Regions from separate parts of the Cricetulus griseus genome. Here region 2 is linked to region 1. A link is a contact called in public Micro-C data. All regions are on one chromosome and are shown on one strand. The core of a region is the stretch at or near the end of the contact, and the rest is flanking DNA. Distances in the headings are between cores, read along the strand shown.

What was found. Hi-C and Micro-C count contacts between places; a contact is called where the count stands out from the background.
Region 2: a Micro-C map of the CHO-K1 cell line shows a contact between it and region 1, with 2.9 times the contacts expected there. The contact joins the promoter of P4hb here to the enhancer-like site in region 1. A contact is called at or near these places in 3 of 8 Hi-C or Micro-C datasets (the CHK-Q cell line, the CHO-K1 cell line and liver).

What each region holds. Positions count from the first base shown.
Region 1 is chr7:132,999,148-133,005,031 of CriGri-PICRH-1.0, forward strand. No RefSeq gene overlaps it. Among named protein-coding and RNA genes, the nearest start is that of Slc25a10, 17 kb to the left of the region's middle. Within about 2 kb of position 2,889, at least 2 of the 6 cell types and tissues checked have open chromatin away from gene starts, as enhancers often do. A contact at or near this core is called in the CHO-K1 cell line, where this site is marked.
Region 2 is chr7:133,059,001-133,064,884 of CriGri-PICRH-1.0, forward strand. P4hb (prolyl 4-hydroxylase subunit beta) reads right to left here and starts at 2,869. Exons shown (of 11, transcript NM_001246693.2): 1 at 2,692-2,869; 2 at 1,548-1,754. The coding sequence starts at 2,842.

The sequences.
Region 1 (5,884 bases), core at 1,639-4,138:
AAATGGCTTGGGTGCTCTTCTTGGAAGTCACTCCACCAGGCTCCACCAGGAATGCTTCTGTTTTCCCTGTTCTCTCTCCCTCCCTCCCTTCGTCCATCCCCCTCTCTCCCTCCCACCTCCCCCCCACCCCTCTCTCGGGTCCCTCTGTGTAGCATGGCTGTGGCTGTCCTAGAACTCACTCTGTAGACCAGGCTGATCTCAAACTCAGAGATCCAACTGCTTCTGTCTCCCGAGTGCTGGGATTAAAATTGTGCACCGCCGCTGCCCAGCTTGTCCTCTTCTTTCTTGGTGAATTGTTTTAGGAAAGATTGGGTGTTCTCTCATGGAAGCCTGTGGTCCTGGAGCCTGACTGGGGCAGCCCCAGCGCTCTCCAGTGTCCTTCCAGTGAGGAAGGAGCATGAGGGGACTGTGTACAAGCTGAAGGATTCAATCCTTTCACTTGCGTTGCTTTGGCTGAATTGGATCTTCTCAGTCGCTGGGGTTGTAATTCTTTTCAGGGACCAGGTTTTACAATAGAACCTGTCTAACAACAGAACAAAAAGCAGCTTTCCTTTCTTTCTTTCTTTCTTTCTTTCTTTTTAAACTTTTTGGCTGCTTCAAGGTATGGTTGAGGTTGGAATGTTTTTATTGTAGATGTCTGGGAGAGCATTGCCAGAGGCATCCGGGAGAGACAGAGAAGGGAGAGAAGGCAGTAGACAGAACGCGGCCGGCAGACTGGGTCTGGTCATGAGAAGATAGAGGAACTCAGAGAATTTGGAGAAGGAGACCAAGAGAGAAGGGTGAGAGAGAGGGACCAAGACAGCATCAGGGCTGTATAGGAATGAGAAACTTCGGGAGAGAAGCCTGGAGAAGCTTAGAGCAGGGGGCAGGGTGAGAAAAGCTGAGGATGGCCAGGGTACCAGCATGGACTCTGTAACGGTACTTGTGATCCTGAGAGCCTGAAGTTCAGCCTGTGCTGAGTTTCTTCTGTACTGCTTTTGACTCTCTTCTGTGTAGCCCTAACTGACCTGGACCTCACCATACAGACCAGGCTGACCTTGAGTTTACAGAGATCTAGCTGTCTCTGCCTCCCAAGTACTAGGATTAAAGGTGTGTGCCACTATGCCTGGCCTCTCACTTTTTTTTTCTTAAATGTATTTATTTTATGTATGTAAAACATGTTTTGCCTGCATGTCTATCTGTCTGTGTACCTTGTGCATGCCTGGTGCCAGTGGAGACCAGAAAAGGGGTTGAATTCTCTGGGACTGGAACTACAGACATGTAGGAGGTAGAAACTGAACCCAGATCCTTTGGGAAAAAGGTGTCCTTAATCACTGAGCCATCTCTGCAGTCCCCAGGTTTCCCTTTGGATCTGTGAGGTAGGCCCTGCCTTGCCGGTAGATGTCTGGGGATGCATTTCCTGCCTCCGGTGAAGAATTTCCCTGGCAGAGTCCTTTTCTGGAGCTTTTGGTCTTCACTGAGGGTCTTTGCTCCCTGACTATTCCAGTCTTGGCCTATTTCCTCTGTGGTCCCTGTGAACGCCTCCACCTCCCACTCTGAGCTGGACAAGTAACTCTGAGTCTGTCCTCAGCTGCCACTGATTCAACCTCACACCGCCCCCTTCTGATCCTTCCTAGGTGACAAGAGGTGAATAGAAGCAACCCAACCTGCCCTTTGTCCCATCGCTGCAGGTTGTCAAAGGTCAAGCCTGGACAACCTGAAGCCCTTAGTTGTTTTCACTTGGAGTCTAGATGCAGGCAAGGATTGGCCAAATGAGACAGCATGCTCTGAAGGTAGAGAAAGGCTGAGGAAGGAAGAAAGGAAGAAGGGTGGCTGTGTTTTCAGTTACGTCCATGTATGGAAGTCAGGGAGGCAGAAACACAGGAAAACAACTACTTCCTTGACACTCTAGCAAGAGGATTAGAGTAGGGGGGACTTCCTCCTGCCCCACTGTGGCCTAGAGCTAGGTGCAGTGCTTGCCTGTAATCCCTAAACCAGAGGCCAAGGCAAGAGGATTAGAAGGCTGATGCCCCGTAGTGAATTGGAAACCAGCCTGGGCTACAGGACAGCCTAAGGCAGTGTGCATGAAGGGGCTACTGGGGAATCTGGCTGCGGCCCCTCTGGCCCTGGCTCCTGGTTAGTGTCAGCCTGGTGATATCTGGAGCTGCATACTAGCATGGTGACTCAGCAACTGTCTTAGTTGCAGTTTCTACCACCTTTGTGGACACCATGAGCAAAGGCAATACGGGGAGGAAAAGGTTTCTTTCAGCTGACAACTCTCAGGTCACAGTCCATCATTGAGAAAGTCAGAGAAGAAACTAAAGGCAGGAACCTGGAGGCAGGACTGAAGCAGAAGCCACAGAGCAATGGGTCTATCGGATTGCTCGATACTTCCTTATACACCGCAGGTGCCCACGGGTGGCACCACCCACAATGGGCTGTGCCCTCCCACATATATCACTAATTTAAAAAATTCCCAAGGCTGGAGAGATGGCTCAGAGGTTAAGAGCACTGGCTGGTCTTCCAGAGGTCCTGAGTTCAATTCCCAGCAGCCACATGGTGGCTCACAACCATCCGTTATGAGATCTGGTGCCCTCTTCTGGTGTGCAGATATACATGGAAGCAAAATGTTGTATACATAATAAATAAAAAAAATCAAGACTACGTAAAAAAATAATCCTTTAATTACATGTTTCGTGGCTGTGTCAAAGCTGGATGGGGACGGCCGAGGACAATCCCTGGTGTCCCGGCAGCAGGCAGTGTAGCCGCCTGAGTTTAGGGACAGCACGTAACTCCCGCAGTGGCCTCTGGGTGGCAGCCACGTAGCGCCGACTGACCGGCCTGTGGGCTGTGGTTGGAACCGGACTGGTCGGGGTGGATGAGTAGGTAGACCCAGAAAGGGTGTGGCTCAGGCAGATGGAGGTGCGGCCTAGACTCTGAGGTGCCATGCTCGCAAGGCCCGGGAGTGGACGTGGCAGTCCAGGGTCCAGCCTGAAGCGGGAGCCCAGCCCCGGGATGGGACTCAGCGCTGGGCCTGTGCTGGCCCAGCACAGCCCTTACAGGTGGAGGGAGGATCCGGCCAAAGCTGGAGAGCTGGCAAAGTGTGTCTCCTAGGATTGTCTGGGAGCATTAGCAGGGTGGAAACGCAAAAGAGCAAAACGTTGGGGCAACTGGGGACCTGAACATAGTAAGTGTTAGGTGGCCAGGGCTATAGAATTGAACAGTCTACAAAGAAAAACAAAAACTGCCCCGGGCACACATACTTGGGGAGGGACCAGCAGACCAGGGTGGGCCTGGCTGCTCCTGGGATCTGGAACTCAGGCTGCGGGGTGGGTGGCCGGCTCACTGGGCTGGCATCAGATGGGCCATGGTGATGGATCTTCCCAGTCCACTCAGCGGGGCATCCCGGGGGGGGGGTGAGTGCTGCCTGGCACAGGGTGCCCTGTGCCTCCTTAGTAATAGGGGTGTGAGTTCCACCCAGACCCCTAGCCAGGCTTAGCTGAAGACAGGCTCAGCCTCTCCTGTCGAAGCCCAGAGTGTCCTCACTGCAGGCCCCCTCCTGGACCTATTACCAGAGTGTCCTCACTGCAGGCCCCCTCCTGGACCTATTACATGTTTCCAGAGGGCTGAACATCTACTAGGACCCCCTGCAGCGCCCCCTTCCTTCCCCAGGGCAGAGATGTCCAGGGAACAGCACCCAGAACAACACGTCCCCCCTCTCCCCTTCCCCCCCCCCCCCCCGGGGTCTTCCCACATTTCCTCCAGTACAGCCTGGGGACCTCCTGGAAGAGTCCCCAGGATCCACCCCCATCCCCGGCAAGACACTTTGGAGGGCTTGTGTTTGCACATTCGGTCCCCACAGCTGGGCTTCCTGGGATCACCCACTTCCTCTTCCCCCTGCCCAACAGTCCCTGGGATTTCCCAGCCTAATTGAATCAGCAGAAGGGTGTGTGACCTCAACTGGTCTAACTTTGGGCAACGTGGGGGAGGGAAACTCTCTCTGAGGTAGGGCAGCAGGCAAAGACAGACAAAATGACTGCTGCAGTAGTCCAAGGAGGAAGCTGACACACCGAGGTGGCCAAAGAGGGAGAAGAGGGAGCCAGGGCCCCCCAACAAAGCTTTTCTGAAGCCTACCTCGTGTCACTTAGTACTGGGAAAATTTCTCCTTCCGGCCAATTATTTATTTATTTGTTTACAGGGTTTCTCTGTGTAGCTTTGGAAACTGTCCTGGCACTCACTCTGGAGACCAGGCTGGCCTCGAACTCACACAGATCCACCTGCCTCTGCCTCCCGAGTGCTGGGATTAAAGGTGTGTGCCACCAACGCCCGGCTTGAAGGCTTGTTTCTTTCCAACCTTTTTTTTTTTTAAGGATTTATTTATTTATCATGTAAACAGTGTTCTGCCTGCACGTCTGCCTTCAGGCCAGAAGAGGGCACCAGATCTCATTACAGATGGTTGTGAGCCACCATGTGGGTGCTGGGAATCAAGCTTAGGAACTCTGGAAGATCAGGCAGTGCTGTTATCTGCTGAGCCATCTCTCCAGCCCCATTACATGAAATTTTAAAAGAATTAATACAAATATTGTATTTTTTGTTTGGTTTTTCAAAACAGGGTTTCTCTGTGTAGCTTTGGAGCCTGTCCTGCAATGTGCTTTGTAGACCAGGTTGGCCTACAGAGACCAGAATTCACAGAGATCTGCCTGCCTCTGGTGGGACTATAGGTGTGCACCACCACCTTGGCTAAAGTTTTTTTTTTCAAAGATATTTAAAATATAATATGCCGGGCAGTGGTGGCACACGGCTTTTATCCCAGTACTCGGGAGGCAGAGGCAGGTGGATCTCTGTGAGTTTGAGATCAGCCTTGTCTCCAGAGTGAGCTCCAGGACAGCCTAGCTTAAAGGTGTGTGCCACCCACAGCCCAGCGTGATGGTCCTGCTCTTCCAATGCGCCCTGTATGGCTCTCCCAACAACTGTTGTAGATCCATCTGGTTCCAGGCAGAGGCCACGAGGACCTCGCTTGCTTGGTACAGCCCTGCTTTCTGAAAGCTGTGCAAGAACCTTCTGCAACCACTCTGGACAGATCACTTCCGGCCTACAGGCCTTTAGGGACCCCATCTGTGGGGATTCTAGCCTCCTGCCCATGACAAGTCCAACACAAGGACATGGGCCCCATCTACCTACCCCATCTGAGCTGAGGGTTTTGAGTCAGGAGTCAGTTATTTGATCTCTGTCCAGCAGGGAGAAGGACAGTGACCTTTCCTGTCACTGTGAAGCTCTGGGAAGACTTCAGGGGTAGAAGTACGGGAAGTCACACAGGCCTGTCCCCAGGGGAGCTGAGATGTTGGAGTGGCCCCTGGAGCCTCACAGGCTGGGTAGATTTCAGGAAGTGGCACTGTCTGAGACAGTCTAGGAGCCCCAGATGATGCCTATATGGGGGAAGGGAGACAGTCCAGCAGTCACAGGGTTAGGCTTCTATCTTGGGGTTCCTGGCCCTTTAGGCTGTGTTCTGGCACGGGCTGAATATGAGGTAGGGGCTAGGCCTTAGCTTCAGGACACGGATGAAACAGCTTTGCTGCCTTTCACAGACAGTTAACTGAATCGCATTTAGACCTTCTAGTCCCCTTGCCTACACCCAGGCTTCTGGACAACAGCATCTCAGGTCAGCCTGCCACACTCCATCACTAAACAGCTCCGAGACATACACCCACAGGCACGCACACACACACAAATAGCACAAATGCAAAGAGACACAGACTTGCACATACAGATACACCAGAATAAGCTGCCAGCTCCAGGTGCCAGGGAGCTCAGAGCCTTCTGTGACGGGAAGGGCAGGCCTGGGAGGCATCTGCACTACTGTGTTTCTGTTCTCTTCAGCTGGTCTAGGTGCCAGTTGGCCAGCAGG
Region 2 (5,884 bases), core at 1,619-4,118, 60 kb after region 1:
ACTTGCTGAAGCAGGGCAGAGGCTCACACCTTTAATCCCAGCACTTGGGATCCCAGATCTCTGAGTTCCAGAATAGCCAAGGATACACAAAGAAACCCTGTCTCAAAAAAACAAAAAGAAAAAGAAAAAGAAAAAAAAAAAAAAAAACAATAACAAAAGAAACAAAAAGAACACTTGCTGTTCTTCAAGAGGACATGGGTATGGTTGGGTACGGTTGTCAGCACCCACAATGGCGATCTACAACTGCCTATAAATCCAGTTCTAGGTGATCTGACATCCTCTTCTGGCACAGAACGCAAAAAACAGACATATATACTAAGTTTCAGGAGCATTTGCAAGTGCACACAAACAAAAAACAAAAACAAGCCAGGCAATGGTGGTGCACGCCTTTAATCCCAGCACTTGGGAGGCAGGGGCAGGCCGATCTCTGAGTTAGAGGCCAGCCAGGCTCCAAAGCTATACAGAGACAGATGTTTTTCTGTATCAAAAAACAAAAAAGAAAAACACCAAAAACTGGTAAACAAATCGTCACCATGCCCAGTTTACTCAGTGGTAGGGACTGTACCAAGTTATTCATAAATGCTAGGCAAGAACTCTACCAACTGAGCCAGATACTTTTCTAATAAGGTCTTACTCTGTAGACCTGGATGGCTTGGAACCCACACTAGGCTGGCCTTAAACTTGCAAGATACTCATGCCTCTGCCTCTGCCTCTGCCTCTGCCTCCCTGGTGCTGGCCATAGGCATGAGCCAACGCATAAAGTTATGGACTAGGAACTTTTTACTCCAAGAGTGAACTCACGTAAAAAGTAGAGACTACAGATATTCAAGGGAGGTCACTAGAGTGGCTGACACCAAACAGTATAAGACTGCTTAAGAAGATATTTTATAAACCTGGGATAAGCTGGTTTCAAGCCGTCCATCCTGTGTCTTGAATGGCTATTATATGAAACTGGTTTTGGAGACCCAAATCTTCTTTTGCTAGTAGTAACTAAATGATTTGCCTACATCAAGGTCCAGCCTCCATGAAAATTGCCTTAGCAGTGGTTGGGTGACAGCTGGAAGCTTGGATTTGCTGTCACCAACAACTAGGTGCTGTGACTGTGAAAGGGTCCCAAAGGGAAAAGTGTAGTGAGAATCATGAATTCTTGGCCTGGTATTAGCACACTATGAGTGACACTTACAAAGTCACCCAAGTGCCACGCCCACTCTATCTGGAAGTAGCTACGTTTCTGTAAGCACCAATAGTTCAGAGCCCCGTATAGTTAGTCAGAGGAGCACTTGCCTCCTTTCCCTCATTGGTCAATGCCCAGATAAACCTCAGCCAACAGGCTCCTCTGGAGGTCATCACAGACATGACATTCTTCCTGTCAGGTACTCCAAAAAGGGAACTTTCTTTCCATGGTCCCCAGATGCAAGAGTTGGTGTGGAGCCCATCTGCCACCAGGGTCCTCTGGAAGCCTCTCAAAGGTGCCCTACCTCTCAGACACACATCTGCTTAGCTACCAAAGCCCACACAATCGTTAAAGGGCAGAGCTAGGGTCACACCTGTATACTCCTTAGGGGACTCTGTGTCTCCATTCTTGAAGAACTTGATTGTAGGGTAGCCACGGACGCCATACTGCTGAGCCAGGTCAGACTCTTCGGTGGCGTCCACCTTGGCCAGTCGAATCTCAGAGCCTTCGGCCTTCAGCTTTGCAGCAGCTTTGGCATATTCGGGGGCCAGAGCTTTGCAGTGGCCACACCATGGGGCATCTGAAAAAGAAAGCAGGACACTGGAAGACAGTCCTTGACCCAGGTCTATGGCTTCCCTTTCTACTTTGTACTTCCTTTCATAAAAACCTTATCAGCACACCAAGATAACCCCTCTTAACGAATACCTGAGACCGAGCTGATAGCTGGTGCTCTTGGGCAATATCAGATCAGGACAGAGGCCACGAGTGACAAACCAACTCCAACCCTACTTTGCCCTGTGACCACCAACACAGCAAAACAGTCCTGACTTGTAACCTCCCACTGCCCCCAGCAATCAGGGTCAATGTATCCCTAAGATTTCCCATTAAGAATCCAGGGAAGGTTAAAAGGTTGCTGGCTCAGCACTATACCTAGCAAGAACGAGCCCAGATGCCTATCCGAAGCTACTCTTTCTGGTGTGAAAATGTGACAATCTGTCAAGGCAGCTTGGCAGCTGTGCTGGAGTTCACATACTTGTAAACAGAAGTAAGGCTTAGGACCTGGCCTGCTTCCCAGTGAGGAGGATGAGGCAGGTTACACGCAGGGTGGGCACAGTTAATGGGGCTGGACCTGTTCTATCGGAATTGCTACTGCACACACAGCCCATCCTGTTTTTTCCCAGCTAACAAGGATCGGGCCATGTGGACGTCGGGCATAAAGACACCTTCCTGCCTCTCGGCCTCTCAGTCATCCTCCAGGAGCCCTGGACACAGCGATTTCCACTTTAGGTAGAAGGATGCTCTCTGGGCGGCTACAAGAAGCCAAGCTGACAGAGGGTGCTCCCGGAGAGCAGCAGCCGGGGACCCGCCAGCCTGAGCTCCGCGGGGCAAGCCGGGATCTCCGGGCCACTGCACCGAGAGCGGCCGGGCGCACAGGGCAGCGCTGGGCGCCGCGGAGGGCGGCCTGAGCTGCGGTCGGGGCCCGGGGCCCTGCCCGCCCCGGCCCGCGGCTCACTCACAGAACTCCACCAGCAGGTAGTTGTGTGCCGCCAGCGCCTCCTTGAAGTTGCTCTTCTTCAGCACCAGGACGTTGTCCTCCTCCTCCGGGGCGTCGGCGCCCACCCTGGCCACCCAGGCCAGGGCCAGGCACAGCAGGGAACGGCTCAGCATGTCGGACGTCGGCAGCGGGCGGGGCGGTTGGGTTGGCGCCGCCGGGACAGCCAAGGCGACGAGAGCGCGCCTGGGTCCGGACCTCGCCTTTATAAATCCTGGGCCGGGGACGCGCCCACACCGCCCCCTCGCCGCGCGCGCCAGCCGCCGCGCGCACGCGCGCCGCCCCGCCGTCTGATTGGCCGAGGCGCTGAGAGGCCCACCCTCTCCGCGCGAGGACTGGACACCCACTCGAGGCGGGCCGCGGAGCCCGGAAGGACCCGGAGGCCCTGCCGTCCTCGCCCGGGATTGGCCCGCAGCGCGCGCGCGCGCGCTCACACGCCGCGTTCCCCAGCCTCTGATTGGCTGGCCGAGGCGAACTTTCTCTTTCTGGACTTGTGACTGGCGACTTTTCCCACGCCTTCCCCACGCCCGGAGGGGCCGCCGCTGGCCACGGCCCGGCCCGGCGGCTCCTGATTGGCCGAGAGATGCGCGCACCCTGCGCGGTTCTTCGTCGAACGTGGCAGGGGGCGGAGTCCCGGGCCCCTGGGTGGAGCTGCGCCTGCGCCCCCGAAGCCCCTCGTGTTGCATTCTGACTGGACCGCGTTTCCGTACTGGCCCCGCCCCCGCGACGCCGCCCGGAAGCCAGAGCCAGGTGGCGCAATTTCCTGTCTGCGTGCGGCCCGTGCGGCTCCTGCCCGGGCGCGGGGTCCCTTGTCGCCCGCCAGTGGGCGTCCCCGCAGGCCGCGGGCACGTTTCCCGGCGCGGAGCGGTCCGAGGCTCCGTCCGCGGCAATGGAGAAAGCCCCTCGCCAGACTGGGTTGACTGCGCGTGGAAACGGCGGCTGTGTGTTGGTTTGGGCTGAACAATGGAAAGTTTGGCGTCTGTGAAACCAGCCTTTAGGTCACGTACGAGACTCACATCTTAATCGCGACTTAGTCCAGAGTAATCGTTACTCCCCGTCTCCTTTTGGGTTTGGGTCTCTCTTGCCCCGACTTGCTTGCAACTCCTACTGGCCTCGAACTTGAAGCGATGGATGCTTTCCAAGCTCTGCCCCAGCCTGCCGAGTGCTGTGGTTGCAGTTGTGTGCACCCTTCTCCTTCCTTACTGCCCGACGCCTGTCACCAGACTTGTGCGCGCGCACACACACACACACCCCGAGTACCCCGAGTGTTCTACTCGCTCCCATCTAGCATCCTCTCGGTTTTGCCCCTTCCTTCCTTCCTTCCTTCCTTCCTTCCTTCCTTCCTTCCTTCCTGTTTCTAGACAGACAGGGTTTCTCTGTAACAGCCCTGGCTGGCCTGGCACTCCCTCTGGAGACCGGGCTGGCGTCGAACTCAGAGATCCACCTGCCTCTGCCTCCCGAGTGCTGGGATTAAAGGTGTGCGCCACCACCACCGCCCAGCTTTTTGCACTTCTTACTATAAAAACAATCCTGATAGTGAAGGGTCATTAGGAAAGGGAACCACTCCCATATCCATATTAAGTATATGCCGTGACTAATAATCTAATAATATACTACTCTCAGAAACGGTGGAGACCGAAATGTGCCTTTGGGTTTTGATAGCTTCTTCCGAGACACTGTAAATGAGGGCATGTGTCACCTTTCCTACATGGGACTCCTCTTAGAGTTTCCTACCTTAAAGACCAAGTCCCCTGTGCTCCAGCCGCTGCATCCTGTGCCGGTGACTTTACAGGCCTAGGAGGGCTATGAGCAAATGTGCCCTTGAAGAGCACTCTGAGGACGCCCTCTTCTCCCCAGTCCAGCAGCAGCTGGGCTAGGTGCTTGTCCCTTTCTCTGCCTAACTAAGTACCTGTGCACATTCCTGCTCCTCTGCCTAACTAAGTACCTGTGCACATTCCTGCTCCTTGGTACGGGGCAGAGATTGCTTCAGGTCAGCTGCACCATCTTCCACTGTTTTTGTGGTTGCCTAACAACCATGATTTGGAGCCAAGACAAAGAGTTTAGGAAGTCGGCTGGCTGGTAGTTTTCCCTTGTAATCCAAGCATGAGAGAGAGAGAGGCAGATGGATAAATTGTTTTGTTTTTAAGGCCTGCCCCCCACCCCCACCCCCTAGTCCTATTGCATTCAAACTCACTGTGTAGACCAGTGAGGCCCTGAACTTTCAGCAATCCTACTGCCTCTGCCTCCAAGCTGCTGGGATTACATGTATGTTCAACTACCCTGGTGAGTACCAGGAGCTAAAGGACAGCATGGGTTACTTGAGACCTTGTCCCCCCAAAATTAAAAAGTATCATGGTTTTGGTTGCAAATACTAGGGGTGGGATGTTTTGTCTATGGAAGGGAACAGAGTTGTGGGGCAGGGTTGGGTATGATAGTTTAAAGACAACTTACCTGCAGGGCACAGAGTAAAATACAAACAAGTAGTGGGAAAGGAAAGAAAGAGAATTCCAGATGCATACAGATTGGAGTAGATAGGACCGAGTCTCAGCTTACCTCTGGGCTGCCTGTGGCAGACACAGGGTACATAAAACTCCCAATGTAGGTAACTGTCCTATCTGCACAACAGGGAGGGCTGCTTACTGACAATGTGGAAAGAAGGGCCGGCCCTGAAGCATCAGTCTCTCCTGTGTGATCTCAGAATCTTAGACTGATGAATATCTGCCCTTTCCGCATTGACCATCTACACAGACCCAAACAGGCACAGCAGTGAGTTCTTGAGAAGCCAGGAGGAGGCCTGAAATTCTTGGGCCCTCTGGGTTTGTTGAGTAGGTGAGTAACATACAGGTATTATGTCCCAAACCAAGAATGCAAGTTGCATCATCTGAACATCTATGGACTGCAGCCTCGAGAGCCAAGCTGGGAACTTCCCTTTGTTTCCCAAGACCTGTTTTATGCCTTCTAAGAGCAGCTCCCACTGCAGAAGAGGGAGTTTGGACATCATAGTGTCCAGGTCATGCAAGACCCACACTGACTGCTATTTTCTCCAGCCATTGGAAATAAATCAAAGTAAAGAGTATCACCCAGGCAGTGGTAGTGCTACCCTTTAATCCCAGCACTTGGGGAACAGAGAAGGTGGATCCCTGTGAGTTTGAGGCCAG